2 separate regions of the Mus musculus genome follow, and region 2 is linked to region 1. The links are chromatin contacts, called in public Hi-C maps. All regions are on one chromosome and are shown on one strand. Each heading gives the region's core, a stretch centred on a gene start, on an enhancer-like site or on the middle of the called end of the contact. The rest is flanking DNA. Distances are from core to core; before and after follow the strand shown. Region 1 holds the start of Dnaaf6 (dynein axonemal assembly factor 6). Region 2 has its middle 59 kb from the start of Gm51754.

What was found. A called contact is a pair of places that touch in the nucleus more often than the background predicts.
Region 2: a Hi-C map of cortical neurons shows a contact between it and region 1, with 1.8 times the contacts expected there. The contact joins the enhancer-like site here to the promoter of Dnaaf6 in region 1. A contact is called at or near these places in 3 of 39 promoter capture datasets (cranial neural crest, hippocampal neurons and maxillary cranial neural crest) and 1 of 484 Hi-C or Micro-C datasets (cortical neurons).

The regions. Positions count from the first base shown.
Region 1 is chr1:31,220,831-31,226,124 of GRCm38.p6, reverse strand. It overlaps Dnaaf6 (dynein axonemal assembly factor 6), which reads right to left and starts at 3,286. Exons shown (of 1, transcript NM_029062.2): 1 at 1,838-3,286. The coding sequence starts at 3,186. The coding sequence ends at 2,530. It overlaps 4931428L18Rik (RIKEN cDNA 4931428L18 gene), which reads left to right and starts at 3,469. Exons shown (of 3, transcript NR_033445.1): 1 at 3,469-3,649.
Region 2 is chr1:32,090,861-32,096,154 of GRCm38.p6, reverse strand. No RefSeq gene overlaps it. Among named protein-coding and RNA genes, the nearest start is that of Gm51754, 59 kb to the left of the region's middle. Within about 2 kb of position 2,979, at least 4 of the 459 cell types and tissues checked have an H3K27ac peak or open chromatin away from gene starts, as enhancers often do. A contact at or near this core is called in cortical neurons, where this site is marked.

The DNA.
Region 1 (5,294 bases), core at 2,037-4,536:
AAATAAAATATGGAAGTTATCTACCACAAACTTACCATTCCTCGATATATTTTTTTAACGAGTACCTGACTACTGAGGTAATCCTAGTGTAACAATATTCCACCTTTGCTGTCCTTTCCTCTCTCATTCTTTAAACTAAGCTGAGAATAGTTGCTGTTAGCTCTTTATCAGCACCAGATCATGTGGTTTTATTTTATTGTCATCTGTAACCATAGATTTTATTCATTTAAGGTATTCTAGAGCTTTAAAAATGATGTATCTTGTCAAAAATATTCTATTTAAATATGACTCAAGTTTTACTTTTGTTCCTCCAGAGTTTGGAAGGCAGTAAGATGCAAATGCAATATAACAAACCCAAAATTTATATTTCTGGTTATATTTGCATTTCTGAAATGGAAAATGATGATTCTACAGATGATGGTTTTAACACGGGTGATAATTGTAAAGGATTTTGAGATGATTAGCTGCAAGATACTAATAAAATCACACTGAGACCATCTACATTTTAAAAGTAACATAATGAGACTAAAATAGGAAGCAACCCTGATTTCTTTGTTTTTCTTAATAGATAGCAATTAAGTGTTATGATTGTTCCAGGCTTGATATTCTTCTGATTGCAACTCTTTCCTTGTCGTATTCTCTACAAGTATTACAACCTATAAAAATATTTTTACAATATAAAAACAATATCTACTTCTTAGCATTGTCCACTTGAAGACCATGCAAAGGCACACGTAACTTGTCCCTTCACAATAGCCTGGCAAAAGCACTCACATGGCATTCACATCATCAGGACTGAAAATGGCTCTCCCAGGCTTACGCAATTGTACATGGTGGGTGCAGAACCAAAGTCCACTTATCCTAAAGCATGGAGGGGGGATATCTGATTGGCTTCTATACAGACCAAAACATGAAGGAGGTTACCTGAGGGTATGCTCTGCCTACCAACAGGTAGGTTTATTACTTTTGCACACACTTGCTTTCCTCCTTATCTACATCTCCTCCTCTTTCCCTATCTGGAAGGGAGTTTTCTAGCACAAGTTACTCTTCCCTGCACACGCTTTCCCCCTCAGCCATGAGCAATATTGTTAGTTGAAGTTCCTGTGGATCCCTACGAACACTAGTCAATAGAAATGAATGTAAACAGTTGTCAAAACAGATAACATAATTCCATTCCTCCGTAGGGGGGGGCGGGGGGGGGCTGCCGAAATGTCACGACAGAGGTGTTTTCATAATTGCATATTTTGGAAGAATAACTCTGTTTAGTCAAGCTGAGCAGAGGTCCAAGATGCTGCCATTGACAACCTGTGAAGTCGTTCTTCACAGCAATTTTAGAAACCACCGTGTAAATCACAGCAGAATTGATGGTCAACAGTCCTTACTGGCCAAGGACAAGCACCACTCAGCTGCCCCTCTGGTCACATTTCAATACTTTCAAAGCCCTGGTCTTTCGCAGACACTGGCCCAGATCAATCACTTCTCGATGTCTGGAGTGGCCTGAGCCTCAGCACTTTTTAAAGCTCCCTGGGTAACCACATGTATAGGCGGTGTTGAGAACCACGACTTTAGTGATCAGAACAATCCATCTGACCACTTCATTTTTTATCTCCTGGTTCACCTTTCTGTCCCTTGTTCTGTCTCTGGATGACAATGTAGAGGAGTCATCATGTGACTTTAACTATATAATTTCCATTTCTGGTTTGAATGCCTCAGTGGCCTGTCTTCCACCTAATCAAAATATCTAAATACATGAAACAGAAATACAGAAGAAAAATGTACCTTAATTTTTTCCATTTATCCTAATTGATATTTAAACTGATTTTAAGCATCATTTTTTAAAATATACGTTTTTAATAAATAGTAATGAAATAAACTCATTCAATAGTACAGAAAATACAAGGAACACGGAAAATTTATAAAAATAATAATGTACAGTTAGGAAGATAGAAACAAGAGAAAATGAATCTACACATATATCTATAAATATTACTTTTTCAAATAAACATGTGTCTCACAGGACACAGCAAATTATTTATAGTCCTTTCTTACTTATATGTTCCAGAACAATATTGAAGCCCTAGATTGAAAACATCCTAAATCATGTTAAAATCAATGAAAAAGCAACCAAATGAATTTTTCTGGTGACAATAATGACAAATCCCTATGTAGCAGATTGTATGGTAATGTAATTAGTTAGCTGAAGTTCTTCAGACTGCTGATTTAAGTGAATCACTTATTTCATGGTCATAGCTCTGCTGTGTGATTGACCATGTAATAACCTAGATGGTTAACCTGAAAATATTTTATTCAGCTCTCACTATAGAAATGGAACAGCACCTTATTGTATGAAACAACCATATGTCATAACAGTAATAGAATTGACTATATTTGATCAAAACACCACTAAAATTCTGAACCTTTCTAAAATATGTCGGGGGTGGGGGGAGAACATAAACAACCAGTATTCAAAGGTAGAAAAAAAAATGTTCTTGTCATGATTTCTTTCTATCTCTTCTTATTCATACAGTTTCAGGAAATATTAAAATCCAAATCCCTTTGGACGGTCATCCTGACTTCAAGTGTTTCAGCTTCCCAGATATAGGATGCTCTAGCACTGTTCCGTTCCACGGGCTGGGGAAAGTTTACTAACAGCTTCTTTCTAGGAGTGCGAAGATCAAGGAGCATTTCTTGGATATCAATTTGAATTTCAGAAGGGTTTGTATTGGGCAGTTTAATTTTCACCACCAGCTCCTGGCAGCATGCCGTTGAAGGATCCTTTCTTGTTAATCCTAGGTATACGTCCTCAGTTCCCACAGTTTGTTGGAATACAATCTCATAATCTGGAATTTCACGAACATCCCATATATCATCATGCTCTGCTCCTTCTGGAACCTCTTCTGGATTCCAGATGTTCTCACTTTCATCACTCCTGGGTTCAGGAATAGCTTTGGACTCTTTTGCTTTAGGTGGTCCAATATTCCCAGGGCCCATGGCTCCAATAGTAAATGAGCATTGCCCCTGTTCAAAATCAAAACCATCCTCTTCTTCGGGATTGAGGAGACTGGATAGTGCTTGAAGGGACCAGGCAGAAGACAATGTCACAAATTGCATATTTTTACCTTCCTTGCTCTTTGCTTCCAAATTCCCTGTTACCACATTCTCAGCTTCAGCATTTTCTGATTCCATTATTCAAATATAGATAAGAGTGTACCTCAAGGGTAGAGTGCTTGCTAAATGTGGAAGAAGGTCTGAATTGGATCCCAGGTGCTTGGTCAGTGCTGTTCACAGCCTAGGAGCCGAAAATAAACTGCCACTCGCTGTGCGTTGCTCTGTTGCCTGGGTAACAACTTTGTTGAACTTCCCTTTTCCACCTCTAGTTCCTGCTTGACTCTGCTAGCCAATCACAGGAGAGTCTCCTTTGAAACAATACCAGCAGCAGCCAATCCCAGCTCGTCCCGTTCAGGGTCTATGGCTGCCATTTCTAGTTAAGTAGATCGACCTGGGTTAGGCTGTGGGATCCATCATGCTAGCTCCTGAGAGTTCACAGCTTCTCTGCGGTAGTCCGGGTCCTCCCGCTTCTCTCAGACTGCCTCTCCCCACCTCTGCCTTTACTTTGAAGACCAGATACCCAGCTGGCTCAGCCACAGAGGTAAGAGCAGGATGTTACCATTTGTCCTGCAAGCTTTTTGCAGTGAGCTTTTCTCCCCCTCCTCCACTCCGCCCCCACTCCTCCTAAGCATCATTTTTAAAACCTGAGTGGGTTTCTATTCCTTTTCTAAAGTATTTTATTTTTATTTGGGAGGGAGTTGAGTGGTGGCTCAGCACTTAACGTTCAGTGCTCTTCCAGAGAACTGGGGTTTATTTCTCAGCACCCACATAGACGCTTATAACTCTGTAATTCAGTTGCGGGGCATCTTTTTCTGACCTCAGTGAGCACCAGGTACACATGTGGTATGCAGACATACATGAAGACAAAACACTACTCCGCTACTTTACTTGTGCCAACCTGACATATACCTAACCAAGATCTAGGTGGGAAGAAAGAATCTTGTGTTTCGACTAGCTTTTGATTACACAGCCATCTCTCCAGCCCAGGAAGAGTGAATTATAAGTGAGAAAATAAAAGTGGCCTATAGGCAAAAATGGAGGACACTTTCTCAATGATTGATGTGGGAGGGCCAGCCCTCAGTAGGCAGTACTACCCCTGGGCAGGTGGTCCTGGATTACATAACAAAGAAGGTAACAAAGAAGGCTAAGGAAGCCTTGGGGGTCTAGGCAGTAAGCAGCCCTCCTCCATGGCTTGTACTTCAATTCCTGCCTCCATGTTCTTGCCTTGAGTTCTTGCTCTGAGTTGTCTCAGTGATGGAGTGTGATCTGAAAGTTGTGAGCTAGAATAAGCTTTTTTTCCCACCCATTTGCTTTTGGACATGATGCTTGATCACAACCATATGAATCATAATTAAGATGAAAAATACTAGCCAGACTGTGGGATATTGCTGTGGAATACACCTAACCATATTGTTTGCAGTTGGGGAGGGGTGTGGAAAAAATGGACAGAATAGCCATTGGTGCTCAGAGCTCAATAAGCTATTATTCTATGGGAGCTTGGAAGATAAGAAGGCTGAGAGCTATGTAGGCAGTGCAGACTTGGTTTGTGAGTTTCACAAGGATATAAAGACTACAAGGGCCAGGTGAGGTGGTGCATGCGTTTAGTCCCAGCACTCAGGAAGCAGAAACAAGCGGATCTCTGAGTTCATAGCCAGCCTCTTTTACTGTGTGAGTTCCAGGAGAGCCAGGGCTACACAAAGAAAACCTGCCTCAATCAATCAATCAATCAATCAATCAATCAATTGCAATAAAAACTACCGGACTTGTTTGGGTGATATTTTAAATTAAAGATCTGTGGTTCTTTAATCACCTGGGATCTGAAGAGTCTATTGAGATTAAGAAGAGACTAGCATTGTTGAGGTAAAATTTTCTGAAAAGGGTTTCCTCAAGTTTGGCATACAGAAGCTATGATCCAGATGGGATTCAGGCTGTATGTGCATTTGCTGCCAGCCAAACTTTGTAATGTGTAAGAGTTTCCCAGGTGGTGCTGGTTTAAAAGGAATGAAGGAGCCATGGAGAACAGCTGAGGCTTGGAGCCTGGCAAGGCCCTTGGTGAAGGTGCAGCCTCAGGTACAGTGAAGCCCAGGATTACAGATGTCATGGGAGAAAATTGAGGCTTAACACCCTGTAGAATAGCCAGAGTCCCCAAAGAGAGCTCAGAAGAGGTTATTGGAAAAGGTGCAGAC
Region 2 (5,294 bases), core at 1,730-4,229, 870 kb before region 1:
TTGTCTTCATAAATAAGGAACATAAATTTTAATTATTTCTTCATAATACCATTTATTAATTATATCCCAGCCTCAATCAACAGTATGGGCACCTGCTATACATTCAAACACAATTTATAGTAGCAATTTCTTGTAGGGTTTCTTTTTTATCTCCCATTTCTCATACCCAAACTTGGTCATCTCTTCAATTAATATTATATCTACTCACTTAAAAATATATACCAAGGATCAAAGTTCAATCCAAATTCATGTTAATATATTGATTGTTTGTTTTAAATAAAGCTACTTAGCAGTTTATTTGAGACAAATGGTTATTACCAAAATAAATTTGTTAATTGATCAATTCATTGTCTAGACAGTTTTTTGGGGGGTTTGTCAATTAAAAAATCAAACTACCAAAACATGTTTTATAACCTAGCTATCAAAAAACATAAATATGTAGCACTTATATAGTTTAGTATATCAAAATACATGAATTATTTCAATAAAATTATAGTTAAATCATAAAATAGTAGTTTAAATAGTGTCCAACTATTACTCTAGATTTTTGACAGTAAAGCTTTTAAAGAGTTCACTTCAAGGTCATGTAAGAGTGATTCAAATTTTACACCGTAAGAAATCCTCAAGGATAAATGGATTTTAATGGTGAATATATGACTGATAATCTATTGTCAATAGAAAATATAGTCTTTTAACTTTTAGCATTGAACATTTGCCCATTATGTGGCACTTTTGGTGCAAAATACTTTCCCTTAAACCTGTGCATATTGGAACTACCAATAATATAAAAATTTTTGCTTGCCATAGTGAAATGCATAATAATAAAATTAATTGAATATAAAAATTGACACTGTAAGACTTATTGAATCATTTTTAAATGATTTTTTAATACCCCAAAATGCCTCCCTGTCTCAGAGTCCCTTCTCCCACAGTCCCTCCCCTTTGCCTCCAAGAAGGTGACTCTATATCCCCCCCCCCATCCTGGTGCATCATGTCTCTATCAGATTAGGTGAATCCTCTCCCACTGAGGCCACACAAGGCAGCCCTCTGCTGCATATTTGCCAGGGTCCTTGTTCCAGCCTGTGTATGTACTTCGGTTGGTGGCTCAGATTCTGAGAGCTCCAAGAACTTCAGGTGACTTGACACTGTTGATCTTTGTGTGGGTTTCTTATCCCCTTCTGGGCCTTTAATCCTGCCCACAAGTCTTACATAAAGGTCCCTGACTTCCATCAAATTTTTGGCTGTGGGTATCTTCATCTGTTTCAGTCAGCTGCTGGGTAGAGCCCTTCAGAGGACACCTATGTTAGGCTCATGTCTGCAATTATAACTTACAGTATCATTAATAATTAATAGTGTCATTAATAGTGTCAGGTATTGGTGCCCAACCATGGGAGTCTCAAGTTGAGGTTCTCATTGGTTGTCCATTCCCTGAGTCACTGTTTCATTTAGACAGGACAGATACTGGGTTGAAAGAATGTCTTTGGATGTGATCCATTGCCAAAACAGCCATGTTGCATGATTAAAATTACTCTACAAGTTAGTTGATAGAGTTGCCTTTTAACTAGCCAGGTCAAATAATTACCATTCCTTCCAAGGGTTTCAGTTAATCAGTAATTAACTTATATTCTGTAGCCATGGATAAATTTAAGAGAATGGGCATTGTAGGCTTCTCTCCTAATATGTAGAATTAGTGTTGTAAGTTTCATGGAAAAATGTACCTTAGATATCATCTAGCATGTAAAGGATATAAAAGTATTTGACATAAAATGAAATATATAAATATTTATGCACTAGATTTAAAAAGAGTACATGTGTGTAAAGTATAACTTTGGTATATCAATAGCTTTAAAGAGCTTATGAAGATTAATCAATATTTTCCGCTGTGCTCTTGTTTGCTTTACATTTTATTTTCTAGAATTTAAAATTTTCTAAAATTTAAATAACAAGAATTTAAATGTTAAGTTTATGTAGGAGGATTAATTTGCAAAAATAAATTTGATTCAAAAATTAAAATCAAATCACTTAAATTGTTGGGGTATGCTTATAATCGTATCTGTCAGGAGGCTAAGGTGGTAGTAACATGTGCAGCTAGCCTGTGGTATAGAGTAAATTTGATCACAGCCTGAATTGGGATACAGAACAGGACACTTCTCAGGAAACAGATTTTATTCTTTTATTTTTTATTTCTGATTTTCATAAAATTACTTGAATAAATATTTATTAATTACTATCCAGTGAGGTACTTAATGATAAGTCTAACGTCTACAGAGGTAAAAGACTACACCATGGTAGAGGAACATAAATTCTTTACTGGCGATGAAAAATAAAATCTACTATTGAATTGTATTATTTTGGCAAAATATCATTACACAGCATGTTGTCAAGGAAATAGAGAACAAAATAAAGAAAGCCAGCATGTTCTCAGAAAGGCTAGCTAGTAAAGTGTGTCACCAACAGAGCAAAATGCTCCTATCCAAGCTAATAGCCCATAGAATGGTGTTAGTGTACAATTTATAATTTGACTGTAAGCCACAGATTTAGATGTTATTCTAAATGTCAGTACTTCCAACATGTCACAGTGGACAAAAGGTAACTCCTCAGGTGCAAGTGACAGATGTGTCACCTTGAATCTCTTCTTGGGTAAATAGTGTGTCCCAGATTCAGGGTGGCATGAAACCAGATTCCAAGATCCTGGCACTTGTTCAACTTCATGCAGTAGCAATTTTGCAGTAGGGTCTGCCTAACATGACAAGCCTCCATAAATTCTGAACCAACACAATCTTGGAAAAACATTCACTTCTGCTGGAGTCAAATAAACTTAGTAAAAAACAAATGGATTACAATAGCTGGCTGAATAACTGCTTTATGCAAACCAAAATCACGGCAGAAAAATGAAATTCTATAAGGATATGCTGAGGCATAATTTCAAGCAACAAAGCATATCCAATGACTGCTGGGAAACCATAGCAACAGAATGACCAAGCTGGCATGTGAGTAATCTTACATAGGATTGTTCCTGAAAAGGAAGGATTCTAGAAGCCTGAAGCAGGATCAAGCTGTAAACAGAAAATATGCATGCTTCCTCATGAACAGAATGGTACTGCATTGGTTACAATGTTCAAATAGATGTAAGAATGAAGAATCAGGGGCTTCCTTAAGGGTGGAATCTATGTACTGGAACAGTCTCCTAATAAAGCAATCTTGCTAGTTCAACGAATTAGAACCTTTGCAATTCATTTGAGAAAATATTTTGACCATAAAAATTAATAATTGTAGGGAGTGAGTATACCCTGGCAAGCACGGCCATATTGAGGACCTCAATGTCTCAGACTCACAGGAATGGCAAGGTTTTCTTTGGGTCTGCTGAAGGAGAAAGGTAAGTCCTTCCCTTAGTCCAGGTATGGGGGTTGATATATGTTTGACCTTTCAGTTCAAAAAAGTATGCACAAGAATAGGGACTGCTGTTCGCTTGTCCTGAGTGACTGAAGGATTTTATCCCCCTGAGACTTCGTCCCTACAGAGATCTCTCACTGAGATGAGCTAACCTTCTGACTCACTCATGCTGTATGTAACAAACATGCTGTGCTGTTAGTCCATCTCAGAGTGCTTAGCCCACCTGACCCCAGCTCTGCATTACTTGTGTCTGTCTTTCTTATACTTCTGTCACTCTCAGTCAGGTTTCCAGTTCCCAGATGCACAAGGGGTGGCAAATAATGAAGTCAACCGCTTAGGTCCAAACTCAGCATGAGGAGGGTCTTGAGAGAGGGGGAATGGGAGCGGAACTGATTTAATAATGTCTTAGAGTCAGAAGTGGATGCAAGCTGTCAGTTCAAGTGCTCTCTCTGTTCTCCAAAGATTCTCATTATTCTCCCTTCTTCTCCTTTCTTCCTTCTCCTGACCAGAGAGTCTGAACCCAGTCTCCTATTTATTAAAGCTACATCATCAAGCCTTGGCTCATTATTACTAATATTTTTTAGAAATTCTTAAATTTACATAAATTTTATGAGTCATGGATCATTAGTCCCAACCTCTGCTTCCTTAAAAGAGAAACGAAACACAGAGCAAAAGCACATTTCCTCATAGGTTTACGCAGCCTCGTTTATCCTCACGAATAGCTGGGCACAGCTCTTGCAGTTTCCTGGTTCAGAGACAGCAGTCTTCAGTAACTACTTTTAGGTAATAACAGAAAGGTGACAGACTGCTAGGGTTAAAGTGATTTCTTAGAAAGTTTTTAAATGTGTGCAAGTAAAGCAGCTAGCTCTCTCTAATATCTCTCTAGGTACTGCCATCTGAAGTAGCTGGGAGAACAAAGGCCTCATGTCTATATGCTTGTGCATCATCTTTTAATTCTCTAATCTTTGTTTCCTCATCCTAGCAATTCCAAAGCCTCATGTTCTCTACTTCTAATACTATTTGTTTCTAGATGATATACAAGCCTTTCTATTAACAAGATAAACCCATCTATCATTTGCTTGTTTTCTGTGGATTTATCCTTTTTTTTTTCTTATCTATGCCTTTTCTTCTTGAAATAATTTTTAATTTTCTATACTTGATATCCCCAAGTTCACCCTGGATAATTAATACATCAGTCATTGGACCACAGGATACATGTATCTCTTCATATAATTGCAAATTCTAGGTCAAGTCTTGCAAATAACAATTTCTACAAAGGACCACATAGGCTTTTATGGTCTTTGTGTTTATGTTGTCTAGATCCTCTCCAATAGCTCTACAGCCCAACATCAGTCCTGTTCCTCGTCCTCCAAAGCCTCATGACCACCTCCACTCCTCATTCCTGAGAACCTCATCAGTTTCATTTTATTATAGTATGATTAGCACTGAGTAATGGGGGAAAAATATTCCCAGAAAGAGAAATTGAAAGTAAAATAGAAGAGACAGCAGATGATCTTCAGAGCAACAGCAGTCATCAGGAATACTCGAGTTCCTTTCATATATCTGATATATATATATATATATTCCTTTCATATATCTGATATATATATATCAGATATATATATATGTATGTATGTATGTATATATATATATATATATATATATATATATATATATGATTTTAAAACACTTTAGGAAATAAAATACTGAAAAATTGCAAATACTTAGAGAATTCTGAATGTAGTTATTTGGGGCAAATGATTATCCCTGCATTTGAAGTTGAGCACCATCCAGTTTCTCTGCATTCAAAAAGGATGTATGATACTTGGCACATTTGAAAACTTTGTAGGAAATCAAATGTTTTGAAGAACTCGATAGAGTCTTTTTCTTCCAAGCTGACA